Regions from separate parts of the Muntiacus reevesi genome. Here region 1 is linked to region 2. A link is a contact called in public Hi-C data. All regions are on one chromosome and are shown on one strand. The core of a region is the stretch at or near the end of the contact, and the rest is flanking DNA. Distances in the headings are between cores, read along the strand shown. Region 1 holds the start of ARF1 (ADP ribosylation factor 1). Region 2 holds the start of RNF187 (ring finger protein 187).

What was found. A called contact is a pair of places that touch in the nucleus more often than the background predicts.
Region 1: a contact with region 2 is called in a Hi-C map of blood, with 8 times the contacts expected there. The contact joins the promoter of ARF1 here to the promoter of RNF187 in region 2. A contact is called at or near these places in 2 of 3 Hi-C or Micro-C datasets (blood and muscle).

The regions. Positions count from the first base shown.
Region 1 is chr1:181,912,758-181,919,034 of mMunRee1.1, reverse strand. ARF1 (ADP ribosylation factor 1) reads left to right here and starts at 4,630. Exons shown (of 5, transcript XM_065917305.1): 1 at 4,630-4,782.
Region 2 is chr1:181,468,168-181,475,277 of mMunRee1.1, reverse strand. It overlaps RNF187 (ring finger protein 187), which reads left to right and starts at 5,436. Exons shown (of 6, transcript XM_065915341.1): 1 at 5,436-5,535. The coding sequence starts at 5,436.

The DNA of each region.
Region 1 (6,277 bases), core at 3,381-5,880, 440 kb before region 2:
GGCTGCATCACCCCAACCTCTGCCTCTGTGGTCAGGCGGCCACCTTCTGGCATCTGTGTCTCAAATCACCTTTAACAACACTTGTCATTGAATCTAGGGCCCTAATCCAGAGTCATCTCACCTCAAGATTCTCAATTAATTACAACTGCAAAGACACCATTTCTAGACAAGACCCCATTCTGAGATTCTGGACAGATATGACTTTGGGGGGATACCATTCTACCCCCTGAAAATCCCATGGGGTAAACCCAGGTACTACCGCTATTTGGCTGCACCACATGCAATCCTGGTGCCAGTGCATGTCACCAAGATGCTCCTAGGTCCTAAACCCCAAGGAGATTGCCTATATAAGGACTGTCATTTTAAGCCACTAGGGCTTGTGGAACTTGTCACCAGTCCACAGATAGGGCAGGGACCAACAAACTTTTCCCTTTCCCAGGGTTTCTGAAACCCTGAATTCATCAGATGCCTCCCAAGACAGGTTGGGTCCCTCCTTCCTGCTGTCCTCTGGGGGTTGAAAGGGGGAGAAGGGCCCCCCCAGAGAGAGGAACAGACACCAGCCCTCTCAAACCTGGGGGTGAGCCCCAAGAGAACAGCTTGGTCCCGGTGGCGACGAAGACTGCAGGCCCGCTCACAATCTGTGATACAATCTGTGCCCAGACCCATGAGGGCCTACCCCTCCTCCCACCCTCCCCTACCCATCAACTTGCTGAGTGCCATGGCTCCACACCCTGGTCAGCCTGATCCTGATGATCTCCTCCTGCTGACTTCCTGGCCTCCAGCCATACTGCAGGGACCACCACGGAAAGTGCCTGAGTCACTGGGGTCTTCCTGTCCCTCAAATTCCATGTCAAATATCTCTGCTGGTCCCCTGCCTGGCAGCTTGCCACATGCCATCCCCAAGTGGGGCCTCTCTCCCTCCCCTACTGACCTCATCTAGAAGTTAGAGCAGGGAGGTTATGTGGGCACTAGGGACCCCCTAGCAGACTAGGGAAGTCCATGAGCTCCTTCTCAGAATACGGTTTTATTACTACCTGACATAAATGATGCACCATCAGAAATAGATCCAGTTATCAAAAGTTTTAAGATTTTCATGGCATGTGACTTCAGGGGCAACAGGTTTCTGTTACCTCGATGAGAATGATGGTTTCCAAAATGTACTGAGTGCAGTTACCACTTTCCAGACTGCATACATCCAGTGTGTCCTTCTGACTGCGTTCAGCTCCATAATGCTGGAAGACGTGGAAATGAAGCATTGTGCAGAAGGGGGCACGGAATGCAGCACTGTCATTTCTGTCAGCCTCAGTTCCCAGCACCAGAGATGAAAAAGCTAGCTGCAGGCTGACAACCTCTGTAATTTCAGTTGAGCAGGGAACAGAAACAAGATTTCATGGTTCCTGCAACAGCCATGACAAGACATATAATTGTCTTGAGGTTTCTGTTGCTAACAACATCATAGGTCCAGTGCATACCACTATTTGGCAATGTCACCTATATTCAAAATGGGAGGGGATGGCAAATACCAGTCAGAGGGTCCTAAAAACAAAGGCGTGCTTTTTGGCATCCCAGTGCAAAGCTCACTGAGAAGCACTCCCTGGACTCGCCTTACCTATTGTCTGCCCAGGCATGAAGTGAGACCAAGAACCAGGTAAGAAACATCTTTCCTAGTGAAGCTGGCCTTCTAGAGAGCACTGGCATGCACAGGAGAGCTGACATGAGTGTTCAAGAATTGCACATTCCCAGATAGTGCCCAGGAAAGGGGTGAAAAGCCCTGGGTAGGGAATGGTCCTGGGCTGTTCCTGTGAGCTGGGCCAGAGAGAGGATGCAGGGAAGGGAGGAGCCTGCATGATACGGGGACACTGAGGCAGGAGTGGGTATGCTCAAAGAGTCTCAAGGTGAGAGAGGCCCCAGAGTCAGTCCACTCACAGGCATGGAACTGGGCCATGGTCCTCCCACTGACTCTTGACTGCCATGCGGCTCTCGGTGGGCACACCCCCACGCCAAACACAGGCTTCCGACATACCTAGCTGTCCCCAGACTCCAACCCAGGCCCAGGACAAGGGGCAGAATGGCCTGGGGATGGGCATGGGCATGGAGGGCATGCAGGTGCCGTCCCAGGACCCACACCACCAGAACAGCTGTAATAATCCCTGAAGCCTGCACCAGGAGGAACACGCAGGAGAGAGGGCTTTGAGGGCGGGTCCTAGAGAAGAAGGGCTCTGAGCTGAGCAGAGGGAAGGGTTGGGTCCTCTTCACATCCCACCCGTATCTGGGACAGAAACCTGTCTCAGGGTCCCCTCTGGGCTCAGGGGTTCTTTAGAGGCCAGCTCACCAGGGGAGGGCAAGCAGGCAGAGACACTCCAATCTGCTCACCATCTCGAGAAGTTTAAGAGGATACAGTTCTGCAACTAGGTCCTGGGTGTTGAGTGCCTTAATAAGTACTGAGCTCCCCATCACTGGAGGAATCCAAGATAATGTTGCAGCCTACAGAAGCACTGAAGCTCCAATGTCTTCAGAGGCAGGGAAGGGACAGAGGAAGAGATGCTGGCAACAAACATGCTAGGATCCGAGATCCAGGGGCTCAATTCAAACTGTGTGAGCTTGGGTGGGCTTGCAACCTCTCTGACTGCCAGTAGGCTGGCACAAATGTTGCCCACCTCACAGATGCCACACATAGAAGCTGCATGAAGTACTTACCAGGCTGGGGGTCTTAGAGGGTGTACTCATATTCCCTCTCCCTCCTGCCTTGGCCCCTTTGCTCTTTCTGGTACTTCTGTTCCTCTAACCACCCTTCCTAGGGTTTAGCATCCCTGTGTCTGATCTTGTCTCTGGACTCAGGCGCACCCCCCACCCCCCACCCCCAGAGGGGAGGAACTTAGCCCCAGACTTCCACTCTAGGTAAAGCTGAAGGTGAGGATCTGGGCTGAGGGCTTTGAACCTGACAGTGGATGTGGCCATGGATGCTGGCAGGCACTCTAGTCGGCTCATTCTGCCCTCTCCTGGCCAAAGCTGGGCAGGTACACAGCTTTTCCATCCCTGGAAAGGGGACAGGGAGATCCTGGTGGGCATTAAGGCCTCATTTTCCCAAGGCAATTGCCTAGTACCTCCTGACTCTCTAACGTCTCCTGCTTGGGGCAGGGATCCTTCCCCTGATGTGCCCACCCTGGGCCCCCATACCTGTCTGGTCTGAAGACACCCTCTTTTCCCAAGGAGGGGGCCAGACCAGGAGAAAAGAATCAGGAAGCAGGTAAATTCAGTAACCTGGGGTTTACAGAGGAATCCACCTTATTTTTTAAAACTGTGTATGTATCTTTGACATGCTCCTTCCTGTCTATTTAAGGACATTCCTGAGGACACAATCATTTACAGGCATTCAGCTGTGGGTCAGTTCTCTAGGGAAGAGAGCCGGTACCACCAGAAGGTTCTGTGCCCCTCTCTGGAGATACAAAACCCTGAGGGAACGTTGAGTGAGCATTGTGATGTGTTTATAGCAATGGGGGGCGGGTGGCAGAAGTTGAGGTGCAGAGCACACACTAGATCTTCCATAAATGATGAGGTCTGGGGGAGGCTGGGGCTCAAAACAAGAATCTGGCTCACAAGATTGAGGGCCCTCAGCCTCTCGGAAGAGGAGGTCATCAGTGTTTGGTGCAGGAGGGCTGCCTGGGGGTGGTGGGCAGCCCCAGGGAGGGCTGGTGAGGTCCCAGCCACCCCAGCAGAAAACGGAGGCCCCAAGAGGAGTGGGTAGGTGGGGGGGGGGGGGGGGGTGGGACAGGAGAGAGGTGACAGGAGGCTGCCGGCATGCTCCACAACACATGTCTTGTCTGCCAGGCAGGCCCCTGGACCAAGGCCCAGGTAATGACCTGCTTTGTGCTCTCCACAACATGCAAGATACCAAGTGAAGGCTGCCCAGCAATCCCACCTATGCCTCTTGATTGGGGGACCCATCCCAGCAGCTGGAGGATAGTACAGGAGAGTGTTCAAGTAGCACAGGAGCGGAGCGATGGTACGGGGGGAGGGCGGGGGGGGGCTCGGGTCGGCAGGCCACTCTGAGTTCCCAAGTAGGGGGCCACAGTAAGGCCCGAGCCTGGAGAACATGGAGAGGAACGACAACAGGCCCCCTCTCCCTTCTGATCAGCTTAGGGAGGCTTCCCAGAGGTGGGGCTCTCCTGTGTCACCTGGATCCCGCTTAGGTGGCACCCCAGGGCAGCACTGTTCCCTGCCCAGCTTTGGCTACTTGCTCCACCCGTGCTACTAGAGGTCTTCTCCATTTGATCTTGACTCTTGCTTCTCCAGGTCGCTCCACGACCGCGCAGAGGACAGCGTGGGTCCCTGCGGTCACCGGGGCTGAGGCTGGAGAGGGGAGCTGGCATCCAGAACGGCCGCCCCGGGACCACAGAGCCCGCCTGAGACTCAGTCTCTGCATCTGCCAAATGGGCTTGAGAACTCACCCCCGGGCAGATTACCGACTGTCGCGCGCAGGCGCAGCCGGACTCTGCCTGCGCTGGGCGCGCTGGGGACGCGGGGGGCGCGCGCAAGCGCAGCGGTGAACGAGGCGTCCTCCCTGAGCCCCGCGCCTACCCAAGGTCCTGTCCCTACCTCCCGCACAGAGTCTGCGCGTGCGCACCGCAAAGGGAGAGTGGGTGGGACCGCGGGGGGGACTGCCCCGTTCCCCAGCGTCCCCCGCGGCAGCAGGCACTGACGTGGCCGCCGTCAGAGCCGCCATCTTGTGGGAGCGAAACCAACGCCTGCCTCCGAGCAGCATCTGCGCCGCGGCCTCCGAGGGTGAGGCTGGGCTGGGGCCGAGGCGGGGGCGGGGGCCGAGTTGAGGCCCGGCGCGAGGCTGAGCCGGGGCGGTGAGGGCCGAGACAGGGGCCGAGGTGAGGCCAGGCCTGGCGAGGGGCGAGGTGAGAGCCGACGTGAGGCCGGGCCGGGGGCCGAGGCGAGGAGTCGAGGCGGAGAGCCAAGGCCCGGCGGGCCCAGGGTCGAATAGAGGCCGGGGGTTGAGGCGAGTCTAGGCCAGGTTGGGGGTTCGGGCTGGGCTGGGGACCGGGGCGGGGCGGGGCAGGGTGGGTGCGGAATGCGGGGCCAGGGGTCTAGGCTGGGATGGGGGTCGAGTCGGGGCCGAGCTGGGGCGGGGGCTGAGTCGGGGCCGGGGAGGGGGTCTATCTGGCCACCCTCTTACCAAGCCCCCCAGAGTGGCCGGGGCGGGCTCCCGGAAGTCCGGCCCGCAACGCGGACTCTCCAGGAAGCCCCGCTTTTGCTCCGCCTCCAAGGCCTCCAGTCTCGGGGTCGCAAGGACCAGGAAACTGAGGCCCGCAGCCCGGGACACGGCCAAGGTCACACGATGGCCAGGGTTTGAGCCCAGTTCCTGTTTATTCTGAGGACAGAGCCGGCGAGGCCGGGCGGAGCCCCGGGTTCCTAGGCGCGTGCTGTTGCGCTTGGGTCTGAGTAGGAGCGCCTATGGCCAAGGAAGCCCTCGATGGACGCGTCTATGGCTTTGTAGGGCCCCTTTATCCAAGATTGCTGCAACCCCGGGATTGCTTCCTGGGTGCTTTTGACATGGATTAGAATGCACTTCCGAGCTGGTGAATCTTTAACCTACCTATAGAACGCGACCTGGCAGAGTTGAGGCAGCCTCCCTAGCAGAGCGTCCTAACGCTTTCCAGTCTAAACAGTTACGGACGGTAAAACAGTAGCTTTGTTAATAAGGCTTGGCAATTAATTTCAGAGTACTTAAATATTAGCTAACCAGTTGAGCACTTTTCAGCGCTCAACAGAACACCAAGTTGCTGTTTCTAGCGAAATCTAGCGAAATTGCACAAGAAATCACTGGCAGGAGACGGGCAATTCAAACGCTTTGGGTGGCCCCGGAAGTCACTGTTGAGAACTGTGTAGTTGTAGTCGTAACTGATGTAGTTGGTGTTGGAGTGGTCAGCTCTTGTTCTTGTTTCAGAACTAGTGGTCAGCGTTTTTTTTTTTTTCCCCTGCTGGCTGTTTGCATGGTTGCTCCTGCGTTTTTGGCAGAGTGTCTGAAGGAGTGTGAGATGCCATGGCGTGTGCTATGTCCTTGGGAGTTTTCAGAAACCATCATGAGTAGCCAAAACTGGAAGAACTTTGGATGCATGGTGTTGCTGAGTCCAAAATTATGAGTAATTGAGTGTATGTGTTTATCACAAATATGGCCACTCTGTTACAGTGTGCTATGTTCCTCCCATAAAGGTTTTCTCTAGTTAATGGGTAGAATGTAATGTGTCTCTTCACTGGGAATGTCCTGTTG
Region 2 (7,110 bases), core at 4,187-6,686:
AATGGAATCAGGCGGAGCCAGCCCTGCAGCAGGCGGCGGCGATGACTATTTATTATCTCCATATTCAAATGAGGGCTCCAACATCCTAGAATCGGATTGGACGGTCGGTCCCGCTCGGCCTGGTTACAAAGAATTTATGTAAATAATAGATGCCAGCTCTTCTTTCCTATTGGACAATAGGTCAACCAATCCGAAGGCCATGAGTGGAGTCAGGTTCAGTTCAGTTCCGTTCAGTTCAGTTGTGTCTGACTGTGTGCGATCCGATGGGCTGCAGCTAGCCAGGCCTCCCGAGTCAGGTTGCGGATTTCTATTCAAACCCTTTGTTGTAACTGGAGCTGGGTCTTTGTTTAGTTACCATGTCTGTACCGGACAAAAAAATGAAGAAGGTAATAAAAACCCGCTTTAATCCCGCGTCTCCGATTTTCCTGGATAGGAGACAAAACACAAGGGGACATTTCTTGACACGGTAAGATTGTGCTTATTTAGCAGAGGAGAATAGCAGCTTCCAACCACCATTCCAATCATTTGTTTCCTATCATTTTTTTTTACCCCCGAAGGCCGAAGACATAATTCCTTTCAGAATTCAAGAGTAAATGCGAACGGTTCTTTCAGAAGTACAGAAAACGGTACTGAAAACAAACTGCGGTACTTACATAGGATGCAACAAAGCAGATTTTTAACTGGAGGGAGGAAATGAATGGATTTCAAACTAGACGTTAGTCTTTTATATTGTTGTTATTATTAATACTAACTAAACAAACCCATTTGAAGTGACAGCTATATGCTAAGTGTATATGTATGACCTCATGTAGCCTCCTAATAACCCTAAGGGTTAGATACTTTTATTGTTCTGTAATTACCCATCAGAATGGAGGTTATGGAACCATTAAAGGGTAAATTGAGATATATTAAAATTTTAAAGAGTTTATTTGAGCAGAAATGATTCAGATTGGGTAGCATCCAATCTAGCCGTTAGAGAGGGGCTGTACAAAATGAAAGACTTCTACAGTCAGAAGGAAGCAGGAACAAGGAAGATATGCTAGGCAAAAAAGCAGCTTGGTTACTCTAAGGTTACTCTATCTTCAGGAGATAGCAGGGCTCTAATTAGGCAGATTACCTAACTGCTGTTGATCAGGCAATTCCTGATTGGCTGATTTAAGATTCTATTTTTAGGAAAGCCGAAACTGTAATTAAATCAAGTCTTGGTTTGGTGATATGGGGCTTAGCATAAGAGACTCCATTTGGGGCCTATCTTATTTTTAATTGAAGTCATCAGTCCCTAAGTTGACTCCTATTAAATTAATTCCTATATACAGAAGATTAAGCTCCCCTATTATATTGACTCCCAAGATAGAAGGGCTTATGAATTCACATTTCTCAGTTGTGTCACATAATGCCTGGAGAACACCGTTAGAAGCGCCCATGCTTGGGCCCCACCTGAAGTGTACTGAGCCTGAATCTGCATTTTAAGCAGATTCCTACGCACATCAGTTTCCCAGCGCTGGTGTGGAGGTCATTTACCGGGCAACTTTAGCCCTTCAGTGCATTATCCAAACAGACGAGGAAGCTTAACAGCACCCACAAAAGACAGAGTGACTCACTGAGTTCAGAGCAGTAAGCAAGGTGCTTTCAAGATATGAGTTCGAAGAAACCTAAATGGGATAATATTTGTCTTAGAAAGTTTGGGTATTAAGAAAGTGGAGGAGAGATGCCAGGGGGACATTCTTCAGATAGCCTGTGCTTAGCTCCCTGTCTGGGGCTAATAATTTACCATCTCTGCCCCTCTACTTCCTCAAGTGAAGTGAGGCTATGGATGCCTACTTAATGGGATTGCTGTGAGTGAATGTGTGTCAGGCAGATGGCAGGATGTGGTTATATATTTAGTGCTCAAGTGCTGTTGGTTCCCTTTCATCCTGTCCTCAGAAGAGATCCAGCCACAGCCAGAGATGCATGCCTCAGCTGAGCTCCCTCTGTGCCAGGGGAACTACATCACATAAATATGGAGCATAAGCCTTTCTCTTGTCTGCTAGTCCATGGACTACATGGACTTGCCCTGTAAACTCCAGGGCAAGAGATGTGTCCTTCACTTCTCAATCTCTAAGGTGGAATATAGAGCTTGGCACATAGTGGAGATTCAACCAGTGTTTGTTGAATGAATAAGTCTGTGGGGTGAGGCAGTGTCCCGTACCTGCAAGTCTGTGAGCTGAGCTGCTTTGGATGTGCTCAGTATTAACTATTTTGTCTGTTTATTTAAAAAATCTGTAGTTTACTTAAACATTTCTAGAGAGCTCATTGTTATCAATTGGTAGTGAAAATGAAAGTGTTGCTCAGTCCTGTCTGACTCTTTGCAACCCCATGGACTATAGCCCACCAGGCTCCTCTGTCCATGGATTTCTCCAGGCAAGAGTACTGGAGTGGGTAGCCATTCCCTTCTCCAGGTGGTCTTCCAACCCAGGGATGAAACCTGCATCTCCTGTGTCTCCCACATTGCAGGCAGATTCTTTACTGTCTGAGCCACCAGGGAATCCACTTAATGAATGCTTAATTCAACTTAGTGCTCATAACATCCTTTCCACATATGCAGTATTATCAACTCCATTTTGCAGTTGGGACTGCAAAAGGCAGAAAAAAAACAAAACACTTCTCAAGTGAAACAGCTGATGAGACAACTAGCCCTGGAAATTAGGTCAGCAGTACCAAGCTTTGTGCTAACCACACCTAGGTTGTTTTGGCTCTGGATGTGGAATTTCATTTTGAAGAGGAAATAATACACATGAGATATATATATATATATATATATATAATATATACATATGTATCATGTTGAAGAGGAAATAATATATATATTTAGGAAAAATATTAAAATGCATTGCCCTGTGTTTAAATTTCCAGGGAAAAACACCAATAAGATATCTTAAAATTTCTACTGCAGTAGAAAGCTGAAAGAACTGCAGATGAAATTTCACTCAATTTCACATTCCCAATCCAATTCAACTTTTTAAAAATAGTTTCTGAATACAAGACACATTTATAAAATAGACAAATGCTTGCTTCTAGATCACTTAGTCAAACTGTTTTACCATTATTTTTTTTATACCAGAGACTTAATGACCAATGTATACAAATGATTGGTCTCACCCTTGAAAAAGGATTGAAGCTTGATCTTGCACCGGCAGTACACTCAAACAAAAATCTCTGTTGTTTTGCCTGTAGGTCTAGTTGGTGTAGATTTCTCAGAATGAAAGTTATCTTTTATTCTTAAAACTCACTGTTCTAAGCAGGTCTTTCTGTCTCAGTTAAGACTCACTGGTGGTAGTTATTGAAACTGTTAATACATTTGTAATGTTACAGAGAAAAAACTTTTCCTTCTACCCTCTTGGGTTCAGTAGGTATATTTATGAATAAACTGATAACAGGCAGAGTAACAGGAGACAAGTTATGCAAATTTATTCATTTTTAAATACTATGTGCATGGAAAAAGTGAATTATTATTGCAGGGGAAAAAAGTGAATAACCCCAGAAGCAATGAGATTTGAGAGTTTATATACCACCTTAGTAGGAGAAGGGGAGAAGTAGTTCTCATAGAGGAGAGTAAATGATATTAGGAAAGACAACAGGCCCTTAGGAGACTAGACAGGAGGTATGATAGTTTGTGACAGTCTGTCTGGGTGTGGCATTGACATCTAGTCTCCTGTCTCTGATGAATCAGTCTTCCTCTGCTGATGAAACTCTCAGGAGGGAATTGATGACAGTTAAGTTCATTTTGAAGGAACTGTTTTTAGGCAGTTGGGGGAGTTCAGAGAAAGTTTCTCACAGTGTTTGCTGTTTCTTAGCTGATTTCAGTCCCAAATAATCAGTATGACAAGTGCGGCATATTCCGGGATATGTCCAGAACACTCAGTAGTGAAAGAATTTATCCCAGGCATCTGGCGGAGAAAATCATCTCTTCTTTCTCTCTTCTAGGTCAGTACCCAAAAAGAGGGCAGTCACCTGGAATCTAGAAGAGGTCCTCACCAGAACCCACCCACACTGGCACCCTGATCTCTATTCCCAGCTTATACTCTGTTGTTTAAGCTCCCCAGTTTGTGGTATTCTGTCATAGCAGCCCAGATGGACAAGGGACAGTCTTCAGTATCAAGAACAATATTTTGTATTGACAGATGGAACCCTATAGTGCAGGCGTGAGGCTTTCCAGATATAAGGAAGGAAGGAAAGAAAGAAAGAGGGTTTCCCTGGTGACTCAGTGGTAAAGAGCCTGCTTGCCAATTTAGGAGACATGGTTTGACCCCTGATCTGGAAGGATCCCACATGCCGAGGAGTAACAAAGCCCGTGTGCCACAGTATTGAGCCTGTGCTCTAGAACCAGGGAACCACAGCTGTTGAACTCAGAAGCCTCAACTGTTAAGCCCACGCACCACACTGCTGAAATCCCTGTGTGTTAGAGCCTGTGCTCTGCAACAAGAGAAGCCCGCTCAATGGGAAGCCCACCCATCTGAAGGGTGACTCCCCCACCCATGGCAGCTAGAGAAAACACTTGCAGCAACAGAGACCCAGCACAGCCAAAGAAACGAAAACAAACGCTCATGAATTGTTTGAAAAAGAGTGAAAAAGTGACTGAAGGAAGGAAAGAGACAGTGAGAGGGGAGAGAAAGGCAAAGAAAGAAGCAGAAAAAGAAAGAAAAGCAAAGAAAGAGGGTCTCCAGCTTAACCACCAGGGACAGACAATGCTTGGGAATAGCCTGTAAAAGTAGTTTAAAAGGGGGGTTGGATAATTTTTAACCTCTCCCCTCAAAGAAGCACCTCCTCCCAAATAAACACCTCCCACTTATAATTTCTAGAGTACAGTGCCTAGATTGCATAAATACATTGAATAAAGGGTTGCATGCTTGAAATGAGCACAGTTTTATCCTCCCGGATTTTTGTGATACATGAATGAAACTATCCTTTCCTCCTAGGTGAATGTGCAGTAAGCTGTCTCCTCACTCAAGAAGAAGCCAAATCATTTTAAAATTGTCACAAACAAGCATTTCATACAACTCAAACAATGCAATGACAAACACATAGTTGTTTTTGTTTTTGTTTTCTCCCCCTCCCTCAATGAATGTTGCTTCTTTCCAGATCGCTAGTTACTTGCTGTTAACACAGAGCCTACGGGGAGGGAGGCAGATTCTGCAGAGAGAGCATCCTGCAGGTAAAGAAAAGACAGCACAAAGGTTATCTGAGGAAAAGTTTTAATTGTTTACAGTTGCTTGCTGCAGGAAAGGAGGTGGTGGAAATCCCAGGGTGTGCTGTGGAGCTTTGCTCAGAAATGGTAAACTTCACGCAATGCTTGCTGGATTGCGAAGAAGTAAAAGACGGCTCAGACAGCCTTTGTCCTGCCGCTTGGCTTCCAGCGGACACCCTGCGGACAAAAACCATCCTGCTACCACCGAGGGATGCCCTTCGTGGCACGGAGTTGGGGATCCCAGTCTCCCGTGCCTTTCCCACTGCAGCGCTGGCATCCGGAGCCCATCAAACTGCCCGCCCGCCTAGGACGTGAGATAGGCAGAGCTGCTGGCCCGCATTGTTTGCAAGATGACTGGGGTCGCTTCCTGAAGTCTTTTCCAAACGCCCGTATTGGCCAAGCGACTTCTGTGCCCATTTTATTTCAGCAAATTAGAAGAGTAGGGCTGCAATCTAATCCCAGAGCCAGGTGTGAGTGAAGGACAGAAATCACAGCTGCAGAAGTGAAAGAGGACCGAGAAATGGAATCTGAAGCAGCAACGGACGGACAGCTTGTGGACTTATTTCCATTTCAGCACCCATGCAGACACACAGAGGCAGGACATGCTCACCCACCGACTTCTGAGCTGAGACAGTCACACCAGGGTGGACCAGAAGGCGTCAGAGGCAAGGCTGGGGTCAGTGGGATGGAAAGCACCCAGTCCCCCTCCCTAAAACCCGTGTGAAGCTGTGGTTCAAGGACGGTTCTGATTGTTCTTCCAGGGGAATGCCACCCCCTGCCCCATATATACACCGTGTTTTTCTCCTACCCCCATCTGACTACGTTAATTTCAAGGTCATAAGATGTGTTGAAACTGAATCCAGCAGCTCCCAGCAGTATTGAGGAAATACAGAAAACACAAGACTTGAGATTTATGGCAATAATTTTCTATATTTTATTGATAAATTTTACATTTTTGGTATTTTCAGGAGATGTAGTCTGGACCTGGGAAGGGAGAGCTGGGAGTTGGGCGAGGAGGGCTGTAGAGCGGGGTCGTTGGGGGCTGCTGGGGGAGAAGTGTCCAGAGGAGGCCAGGAGCCCGGCAGAAGGGATGGGAGTGATGGGTTTTTCGGGAGGAAAAGTTGGGGGCTGAGGGGTTTAAGAAGGGTTCTGGGAGATGGGCGGAGTGGAGGTTAAGGAAAGGTGCCTCACCCTTGGCGTACCCAGTGGACACCCAGCCTCACCATGGTGGTTTTGTCCAAAGCCCTCCTCACCCAACCCCCTCCCTCCACAAAGCAGCAGCCTTCCTGTGTGCATACTGGTGAAAACATTAAGGCACAAATGTGCACAAAATACAAGAAATTCCAAACTCAGACACTAAATTGAAGGACGCTGCAGAAGTGCTGGAATAAGGGAAAGCATTGGAAAGCTCAAAGAGGGGCCTTAGCCAATACGTTTGTGGTGAGTGAGAGTGAAAGTCGCTCAGTCGTGTCCAGCTCTTTGCGACCCCGTGGATTAGAGAGTCCATGGAATTCTCTAGGCCAGAATACTGGAGTGGGTAGCCTTTCCTTTCTCCAGGGGAATTTTCCCAACCCAGGGATCGAACCCAGGTCTCCCGCATTGCGGGCGGATTCTTCACCAGCTGAGCCACCAAGGAAGCCCTTGTCGTGAGGGGAGAAGGAGGTGAGTTTGAACCAATCCACATGGGCCCTTTTGGGGAAATAGCGGAGGCGGCTGCTCACTTGGCTCCTGCCCCGGCAGTCGCGCGGCTGTACTGGGGGGCAGACACGGCAGGGAAAGTTCCCCACCCGGCCCCAGCCTCCACTCCACCTGCGCCTGTACGCAGCCCGCGCCGCTTGCCACCCGCTTGCGTCCTGGCACTGCGGCACTCCTGCGCCATGGAGCTC